Linked DNA regions of Zea mays: region 2 is linked to region 1. A link is a contact called in public Hi-C data. All regions are on one chromosome and are shown on one strand. The core of a region is the stretch at or near the end of the contact, and the rest is flanking DNA. Distances in the headings are between cores, read along the strand shown.

Evidence for each region. Hi-C and Micro-C count contacts between places; a contact is called where the count stands out from the background.
Region 2: a Hi-C map of ear shows a contact between it and region 1, with 4 times the contacts expected there. The contact joins the promoter of LOC100272672 here to the promoter of LOC100191504 in region 1. A contact is called at or near these places in 5 of 25 Hi-C or Micro-C datasets (ear, leaf and tassel).

The regions. Positions count from the first base shown.
Region 1 is chr2:168,768,459-168,773,416 of Zm-B73-REFERENCE-NAM-5.0, forward strand. It overlaps LOC100191504 (P-loop NTPase domain-containing protein LPA1 homolog 1), which reads left to right and starts at 1,398. Exons shown (of 7, transcript NM_001136936.1): 1 at 1,398-1,576; 2 at 1,685-1,944; 3 at 2,661-2,742; 4 at 3,137-3,532; 5 at 3,715-4,452; 6 at 4,543-4,665; 7 at 4,821-4,958. The coding sequence starts at 1,451.
Region 2 is chr2:168,929,298-168,934,353 of Zm-B73-REFERENCE-NAM-5.0, forward strand. It overlaps LOC100272672, which reads right to left and starts at 1,272. Exons shown (of 1, transcript NM_001147129.2): 1 at 1-1,272. The coding sequence starts at 1,056.

The sequences.
Region 1 (4,958 bases), core at 148-2,647:
CCATCACTATTTCATTTAGTAGTTGCTTTAGAAATTAATTTAACTTTAAAGCGTATAATTATCTAACAAAACTTTCATCAATATCACAGAACTTATGTTATGGATATGGCGGCCTGATCCCATTTAGGACGTTTTAGTGTGTGGCATGTCTTTCTCTTTTTTAAGGGCTGATTTGGTGGATAAGAATCACGAGAGGGTCCATCTGCAATAACCATCTATTACAGTTAAACCATCACAATATCAATTTTCCTTACCAGATTACCTCGTTATTGTTGTAATCACTTTTATTATGGGTCTAAAAGTTTATTTGATTTATAAGGTTAGGCTAAGCTCAATTAAATAAATCTGATAAAAAATGCTTGCTTATTTTCGCAAGAACCCCACAATAAAATATATCTCATGCTGCAGTCGGTGTAATGAGTGCATATATTTACTGCAATCTTTATTCTAAATTATAAAATATTTTAATTATTCTGGATATATTGCTCTTACCACATATCTAAACGTAGAATGTGTTTGTTTTGTAAAATGAGATAGTCTGTCATCATCTCACTCTAATTTTTATTTAGTTTATAAAATAGAATGAGTTCATATATCATCACCTATTTCTCATAAGATAATAATTAATAGTAGTGTATGAGAAATAAAGTTATTTCACTAAATTCAGTGATAGACTCATAATATGACATCATCTAGAACGGAATAATTCTCTAAACCAACCACTTCAATATTATATGTAAATGTATAATAAAATTATTAAAACACTCAAAACGTCTTAGGCTTTATTATTATTTCTACTACTATTAAGAACGAAAAGTAGTTACCTGGTGCTACCACGGCTTCACCTCGCGCTGACACACTGTGTCTGTCCCACGCGCCTTCGCCTCGGCGTCGTGCCATGTTAGCTCCACGCTTAGCATTCTCTCAACTACTGCTCGCGCAGCCATCATCAGACCACACGTACCTTAGTGTTTGGAAATAAACAATATTTATATAAAAATAGTGCAAAACGAGCATTTGAACACACATTCCCTACTCTAGAAATTTGTGGCTAACCACAAAACTATATGTAACTTAATGTTTACAAATAAATAATAATTATATTTGAATAAATATTTTAATATCTATTTATATGATATATAAAAACCGTAGTAAAATCACGGAGCTAGTTATTTATTAAGAATGAGGGGGCTAGTTATTTATTAAGAATGAGGTGAGGCGAAATTCAAATTGTGGTAGAAGATGTAAGCCGCCGTGTCGTGTCAGGCCCGGCAGGTGAAAGGGCACGGGAAAAGCCCAAACCGAGGAGCCACGACTATCCGAGCTGACCCACCGAATAAGAACCAGAACCAGAACAAGACCGGAGGAACCAGACGACGCAAGGGAAAGGAGAGCCACCGGAGCGGACCGCCACCTTCCCTTCTGCCGGCGACCTCCAGCCACGGCGCCCATGGCGTCGGCGAAGCTGCTGTACATTGTGGTGGTTGACGAGAACGCCTCCTCCTTCCGATACACGCGCTCCCTCCTCCATAGCACCCTCCAGCTCATGGGATGCAAGCCACGCCACGCCTTCGAGGTCCGTCCGTCCGCCTCTACATCTTCGATGTCGATCCCACCGGACCTCCGATGTTTCGTGTGTTTTTGTCTGATTCGGTCCTCCGCTCCCTCCTTTTCTCTTGTATAGATCAGCCGCAGGGTGTTTGATGTCATCCGGGGTGACCACCAGGGCCACGGCGACACGGCCACCTCCGCCCGGGTACAAAGGTACGAGGTCGCCGAAGCCACCCCGACCGCAAGCCCCCGCCAGTTCCAGTTCGAGCTATACAAGCGCCGGACCACCGTCCTCCTCCCAAGGGACCTCTTCCTCGACCTCGTCCTCGACGCCCTCGCCCTCTACAAGTACGTTGCCCCCAACCAGCGCGCCGATCTCATGCTCGCCTGCAGGTCCGTCCGCCACACCTTTCCTGCCCTCCTCTCTTCTGCCACTGCAATTCAAGATTTCCTCATTTTGCTGAGAAAATAATTGAAAAATTCCCTCATTTTGAGGTAATCTGTTGTTGCGTCGCTGTTCATGCTTGTCACGTCGTTCTGAAACATTCAGCAGCTCATATATAATATAACCTGATTTCTGAATGTGATGCTCAGGACAGATAATTCTGAACACGCCAAGGTAGCATGGTGATTTGATTACTTAGCATAATCAATACTAATGTTACTCCTTGAAAGGATGACTATGCAAACTATGCCTATTTGCCGATTGGACGAGATTCAAATTGTCTTATTGCAATTGTTATAGGGGCTAACATCTATAACGAATTTCCATACTTGTGTTGTCACCGATGTAAACTGCACTTAGGGGGTGTTTGGTTTCTAGGGACTAATTTTTAGTCCCTCCATTTTATTCCATTTTAGTTCATAAATTGTAAAATACGGAAACTAAAACTCTATTTTAGTTTCTGTATATGGCAATTTAGGGATTAAAATAGTATAAAATGGAGGGACTAAAAATTAGTCCCTACAAACCAAACACCCCTTTACTGTTTCAGACCCACAAGCATTAGTGCCTCCGGATTGATCACATACATTTCAAAGGGAACTTTTTAAAGGTGTTCATATTGTATCCTTGTCCCTTTCACTTATGTTCTTTCATCTTGCCTTAGGATTCGTGAACGAAAGGAATCTATCACGGTTCTTCTTTGTGGAACTAGTGGCTGTGGCAAGTCTACTCTTTCTACGTTGCTGGTAATAATTTTATTTTTTCTTACTTCCTTACTTGTATGCCCTTTTGCTCCCTCTCATCATCCATTAGGACCTGTCTTAGACCTATTCAGACAAGGAACATCGTTGTGAAAATGTAGAAGTAGACTGGAGATGCAGATGAAGTACATATTATATTATTACTAAATGGAAGTCTGTCACACCAGGATAGAACAAAGTAATGTTATTAGCGAATTAAGTTCCCCCTTGATTGTTTTTTTTTTCGTGAATCTTTCTCCATAGCTGGTATGGGAAAGACTTAGGAATAGTAAATTATGTTCATTCCAAAACTAGATTATGTCCACTGCACTTGTGGGAAAATTTTAGCTTTATTTGGTTTCCTGATTTCTTCCTTACAGAGATGTTAATGTTTTAACAGGGAAGCAGGTTAGGAATTACAACTGTAGTTTCTACAGATTCAATACGTCACATGATGCGAAGCTTTGTTGAAGAAAAAGAAAACCCTCTTCTCTGGGCATCAACTTACCATGCAGGTGAATGTCTTGATCCAGTAGCAGTTGCTGAAGCAAAAGCTAGGAGGAAAGCAAAAAAACGCTCAGGCGTATCAAGCAGCTCAACTATTGATTATGAGAAAAGTGGGTCTCTTACCGAAAAAGTTGATGGGAAATCAATCGGGAAGAAGCAAATGGCCGTTGAAGGTTTTAAAGCACAGAGCGAGATGGTGATTGATAGTTTGGATCGGTTAATTACTGCGTGGGAAGATAGGAAAGAATCAGTTGTTGTCGAGGGTGTTCACTTAAGCCTTAATTTTGTGGTATGTGCTTCCAGAAAACTATTCATTTGCATTTCTTTCCTATCATTCCAGCTATTGATTCTTTTAGGTCGTATCAGACCCACTATATTGCATTTCTTCTGCTAATAGAAGTGGAGTTGTTAGTTGTAACATTCATTGTTAACTTGCCCAAATTATTCTACATTTCCTTTTAATTATTCCAGATGGGTCTAATGAGGAAACATCCTTCGATCATACCTTTCATGATCTACATCTCTAATGAGGGTAAGCACACAGAGAGGTTTGCTGTACGTGCAAAGTACATGACACTTGACCCAACAAAAAATAAGTATGTTAAATACATCAGCAACATTAGAACTATCCAGGAGTATCTCTGCAGCAGAGCTGACAAGTACCTAGTTCCCAAGGTCAACAACACTAATGTTGATCGGAGCGTGGCTTCGATCCATGCCACTGTCTTCAGTTGCCTCCGTAGGCGAAGTAATGGAGATCAATTATACGACCCTGAAGGAAATACTATTGCTATTGTAAATGAAGAGTACAAAAACCAATGTGTGGCTAATTCCATGAGTTCCAAGGGGATGTTTAAATTGATCCAACGTCTTGGATCCTCAAGAAAGCTCATGGCCATCATTAATGTCGACGGTTCTGTTTCTAAGGCCTGGCCAGTTGAGTCTAGTGGAGATGGAAAATGCAGTTCTGACAACAGTAATAAGAAATCTGTGGGGAATCCAATCTATGGACCTCTAAATATTGGAAGAGCAGAGTCAGTCAATCTGCAGTTTGGCACCTTTGGAATAAGTGCCTGGCCTACTGATACAGGCTGTACAAGTCAAGCTGGAAATGCTGATGAATCATGGGTAAATGCTGCTGAAGGTAGTAGCAGTCATGTTCAATCATCATCCGGTTCTACGAAGAAGTTGGATGGACATTGTAAAGAGGTACTAACTGCTACTTGTACCATGGAATTAATCATCTTTGTAAGGCTAGTGTCCTATTTTGAATTTTCTTTATTACTTTTTTGGGGCTAGATCAAAGAGTCATCAGCAGCATATGGCAGTGATGAAGAAGAGGAAGAAGAAGCTGATGTCCGTCCTAATTCAGGGAGTGATGAGGACCTAAGTGAAGAAGACACCATGGAGATCGATGAGGAGGTGAGATGAAGTCTTTATTTGGATTGTTACAGGCTTTTTCCTTTTTTTCTTTTATCCTAAACAGTAGGTAAAAGGATTCACCCATGTAGTTGCTTTCTCTGCACTCTACGCTCTGGATCCCTTTGTAAGCATATTTGTGGATGTTTGCATGGCAGATGGAAGGGTCTGTGGACGAGGACTGCAACAGGTCTGATGAGGAATATGACGACCTGGCCATGCGGGACAGTTTGGAGAACGGCTATTTAACTGACGATGGTGTTTTCTGTTCTGGTTTAAGCAACTCGTCAAGCGGC
Region 2 (5,056 bases), core at 22-2,521, 160 kb after region 1:
CGCGCTCCCGATCGCCGACGCCGCCGCAGCCACCCCGTCCTCAGTTTCCCCAGAGAGAAGGTCCGCCGTGGCGGCTTCCACGAAGCAGGGGCGCAGGCAGTTGCCGAAGTATTCGGCCGGCAGCGGTGGCGTCAGCCTGGACCGGCACTCGGCGGAGAAGAGCATGTGGCTGCGCCGGGCGCCCGCGACGCCAACGGAACCGCACTTGAGGAGGCACACCCACGCCAAGGCCGACGCCGCCACGAAAGACGATGCCTTTGCTGCCGCGCCCTCCTTGATCCGGTCGATCTGCTCGCGCCCCAGCAGGAACGACGCCATCACCATCGGCGTCTTCTCCTCCTGCTGCGGCGGCGGCGGAGAAGGAGGAGGGGCGAGGCGCGCCATCCCGGCGAGCGTCTTCCCGCGCAGGTCGTCGGGGTCGGCGACGACGGAGCGGTCCAGCACCGGCCGTGGCGGTAGCACGGCGTCCTCGGATCCGTCGTCGTTCTCGAGTCCTAGGCGGCAGGTAGCGGCCCAGGTGCGGACGAAATGCATGGTGGAGGCATCGTCGCAGGCAGCGTGGTGGACGGAGACGCCGAGGCAGAGGCCACGGCCTCGGAAGACAGTGGCCTGCACGGCGGCGAGCGCGAACGCTCCGTCTTCCCCCGGCGGCGGCAACTGCGGAACGAGGGGGCGGATCCTGTCCAGGTCCCTGCGTGACCTGGCTACGAGGCTGTCGAAATCGTCGGGGCTGTTCGACTCGGCGACGACCATGGTGAGGGCATCGGTACCATGGGTGTAGGAGCAGAGGAAGGGCGCGTGGGGCCTGATGGTGCCGGCGAGTGGGTAGAAGCGGCGGAGCGCGAGGGAGAGCGAGGAGCGGAGGAGCGGGAGAGTGGAGGCCGGCTCCGGGTGGCGGAAGAAGAAGAGGCGCTCGACGGGGCCGGTGAAGAGCCAGGCAACGTCGAAGAAAGTGAGGGGGAGCGCAGGCTCTTGCTCAGAATCAGCCGGCGGCGGCGAGACGCGGATGCGGTCGAGCACGCGCACTAGCGGCGGCTGGGGAGACGGAGGCGCCATCTGATCTGATCTGGTGTTCTGCTCTCTCTATCCTCCACTGTCCGCTTTGCTCTCCTCCGGCGCGCTCCGCTGCGTTTCAGAACTTGAGAAGGCGAGTCAGCTGGCACAGGATACGGGAGAGGAACGCTGCAGCTGAAGCTGTTGTAGACTTTAGTGGTCTGCCCACTTGCTTGTGTTTAGGCATGTACCTAACCTAACCCACTAATACTAATGTCTCTAGTTTGTTTTTATCTCCCTCTTATATTATAAACTCTACTCTATAACCAATATAATTAATATAAAAATACTTTGCTCGTTTATATATCCGCTTTAAATAGTAGTAGTTGTTTGTTTCATGAAATGCAACGTAAATAGCAACGATAGTGATTCACACTCGTGGAAACAAGTTTAAATAGGTTGTTATTAGTTCATAGTGTGATATCTGATTATGGTTAGATCTAAATAAACATGATCTAATGTTATCAGTTACCTATCACGTTACAAATATATAAACCAAACGGCACATAAGATTAACAGTGTTCTGGATACGACAATCTTAATTATTTATTCCATTATTAGTTCAAGTGCGCAATAGCTTTTGCCATGGCTCTTCAGATAGTAAACAAGCGCACCTATGATGCAATCTGTGCCATGGCATGGAGTATATTAGATGACCAGAATTTTTTGGAGACAACTAGATATTCTTCTGAAACCAGGTTATTTTCCTCTTCAATTCTAGCATTCCTAGAATACTGCTTATTTTTGCCGATTAAATCTGTTTTAATTTGTCTTGTGAAAACTGTTGAAATATTATACATTTTCCAGATTAAATTCCGAATATAAATCATGACCAAATCATAAGAACTGAAGTATAAAGTCAAATCAGATGATGCGTACTAATCAGACATACTGATAGATGACGCGGGCCGGAATTAGCAGGGTCAACGACGTCGAAGTAGCGGGGCCGATGACGTCGAAGCAGCAGGGTTCGACGACAAGATCGTGAGCAGTCGCGTGAGGACGCTTCCCAAAAACCTTATTCGCCCTCTCCCGGTGTAGAATCTCGAAGGCGAAGGGTTACGGAGACTCGCTCTCCCGATCGCAGATGCACGTCGGCGGTCGGGATTAAGAAAACTACGATGGCGACGCAGTTGTGAGCAGAGGCGAAAATTGGGATGAATTTGATGTCGGCTGCTAGGCGCCTTATATAGGGCCGAGTCCGCAAACCGATAGCTATCCACGATCCGATCTGCACCCGAAAATCTCGCGTTCAGTTTAGATCCTTATTGCGATCGGTTAGGATTCTAAACTTGTCGGGTACCGTAATTAGGGGTACCCCCAACACTCCTAAACACGGCTGGTAACCACCATCAGCACAAGGTGCAGAGACTGATGGGCACGATTCAGGTCAAGGCTTCGTCTACTCAAGGGACGCGATTTCGCCTCGCCCGAGCCTAGCCTCGGGCGGGAACAGTAGTCCCACACGAATTCACGCCTCGCCCGAGGGCCTCCTCAAACAACGGGCACACCCTCGACTCGCCCGAAGCCCAGCTCAGGCAGGCTTCGTAGTGAAGCAACCTTGGCCAAATCGCCTCACCAACCGACCGTATCGCAGTCACATTCAATGCGAGGATCGCCTGACACCTTATCCTGACACACGTGCCTCAGTCGGCAAGGTCGAAGTGACCGCAGTCACTTCGCCCTTCCACTGACCGACCTGACAGGAAAACAGCGCCGCTCGCCCCACTCCGACTGCCGTGCCACCCGCCAGGGTGAAGCTGACAATAGTCAAGTTTAGCCTCAGGCGCAACAAGAATCTCTGCCTCGCCCGACCCCTGGGGCTCAGCCTCAACCTCGGCCTCAGAGGGTGGTCTCCGCCTCGCCCGACCCCAGGGCTCGGCCTCAACTTCGGCCTCGGAAGGAGGACTCCGCCTCGCCCGACCCTAGGGCTCGCCCTCAAACTCGGCCTCGGAAGGTGGTCTCCGCCTCGCCCGACCCCAGGGCTTGGCCTCAACCTCGGCCTCGGAAGGTGGTCTCCGCCTCGCCCAACCCCAGGGCTCAGCCTCAACCTCGACCTCGACCTTGGGAGGAATCGCGTCCTCGCCCGACCCCGGCCTCGGCCTCAGGAGGAGTCTCCGCCTCGCCCGACCTTGGGCTCGGACCGACCGCGCCACGGGGGATACATCATTACCCTACCCCTAGCTAGCTCAGGCTACGGGGGAACAAGACCGGTGTCCCATCTAGGCTCGCCCCGGTAACAAGTAATGATGGCTCCCCGCGTGCGTCCATGACGACGGTGGTTCTCAGCCCCCTACGGAAGCAAGGAGACGTCAGCAAGGTCCCAGCAGCCCCGACAGCTGTGCTTCTACAGGGCTCAAGCGCTCCTCCCATGGCCACGATACCGCGTACACAGGGCTCTAGCACCTCTCCGACAACCACGTTGGCATGTACACAGGGCTCAGGCACCTCTCTATCGGACACGTTAGCGCATAGCTACACCCCCATTGTACACCTGGACCCTCTCCTTGCATCTATAAAAGGAAGGTCCAGGGCCTTCATGCAAAAGGGTCGCGCGGGAGAACAGGCTGACGAACAGGCTCACTCTCTCTCTCTCTCGTGAACGCTTGTAACCCCTACTGCAAGCACACCCCCCGTGGCGCGGGGCAACACGAGCCGCGTTTTCCCCCCTTGTGTTCCGTCTCGCGCCAACCCATCTGGGCTGGGACGCGCAGCGACAAATTTACTCGTCGGTCCAGGGACCCCCCGGGGTCGAAACGCCGACAGTTGGCGCGCCAGGTAGGGGCCTGCTGCGTGTTGACGAACAACTTCCCGTTGAGTTCCAGATGGGTAGTCTCCAGCAACCTCTTCAGCCCGGGACGCTGCTCTGTTTCGGGAGTCTCGAGTTCATGTCCCTCGACGGCAGCTACGACATGGTATTCCTCCCCCGCAGCGCGACAGCGACAACGACGACCGTCAGCTCGCCCGGCGGCGGCGGACTCGACGACGTCTTCCCCCCGTGGCGGAAGAGCATCATCCGGGTTTGTCCCGCCGCCTTCCTCGCCGCAGGAGGAGGAGGCAAGGCAACCATGGCCAGGCAGGAGGCGGCACCTCGTCGGCTGTCGAGCGAGTCGATGACGCCGGCACCCCAGCGGGGGACATGTCGGGCGTTGTCCTCGCGCTTGAGACAACGACGGGTGTCGTTTCCCCGCAACATGCCAACCCCAAGCGGATAGATGACGCCAGCACTCTCGCAGAGGGCTTGCTGGGTGTTAGCCTCGTACCTGAGACAACAGTGTAGTCCGTCCCCGACGCGACCTCGTCACCGTCCATCGATCGAGAGGTACCGTCCATTTTCCACCCTGTGCCTTTTAGATTCAGCTTCGATCCACCAAGCGACCCCGCTTCGGTGAGCGCTTTCGTAAAGGCATACCCCAACCTTCCGGGGTACCATATGTGGTCAACCTGGGACCGACTGACGGCCGTCTCAACCTATGGGCCCCTGGGTTCCGAGGAAGAAGACGAGCCCGACTTTGGTTGGGATTTCTCCGGGCTCGGTAATCCCAGTGCCATACGAGACTTCATGACCGCATGTGACTACTGCCTCTCCGATTGCTCCGATGATGGCCACAGCCTTGACGATGAAGGTTGTGACCTAAGTTGCGAATGTTTCCACGTCGATCTAGGGGGTCACGACGAAGGCAACCACCTTGGTATGCCGGAGGATGACGATCCCCCTGGGCCTGCTTCTCGCATTGACATCCTGCGGGAGCTAGCTGTGGTCCCAGTCCCTGCGGGGGGTCAAGACACACAGCTCGAGCAAATCCGTGAGATGCAAGCCAAGCTCGACGAGGAAGCAGGGAAACTTGTGCAGCTCCGGCAAAACATCGAGCAGGAGTGGGCAGGCCGAGCACTCGCCGGAGAAGCGCGTCATCAGGCCCGGGACGTCCAGCGCCGTATCGCTGACGATGCCAGGGCAAGGCTACCCCCGGCCTCCAGCGGGGTCGGCCAGAATCTGGCTGCA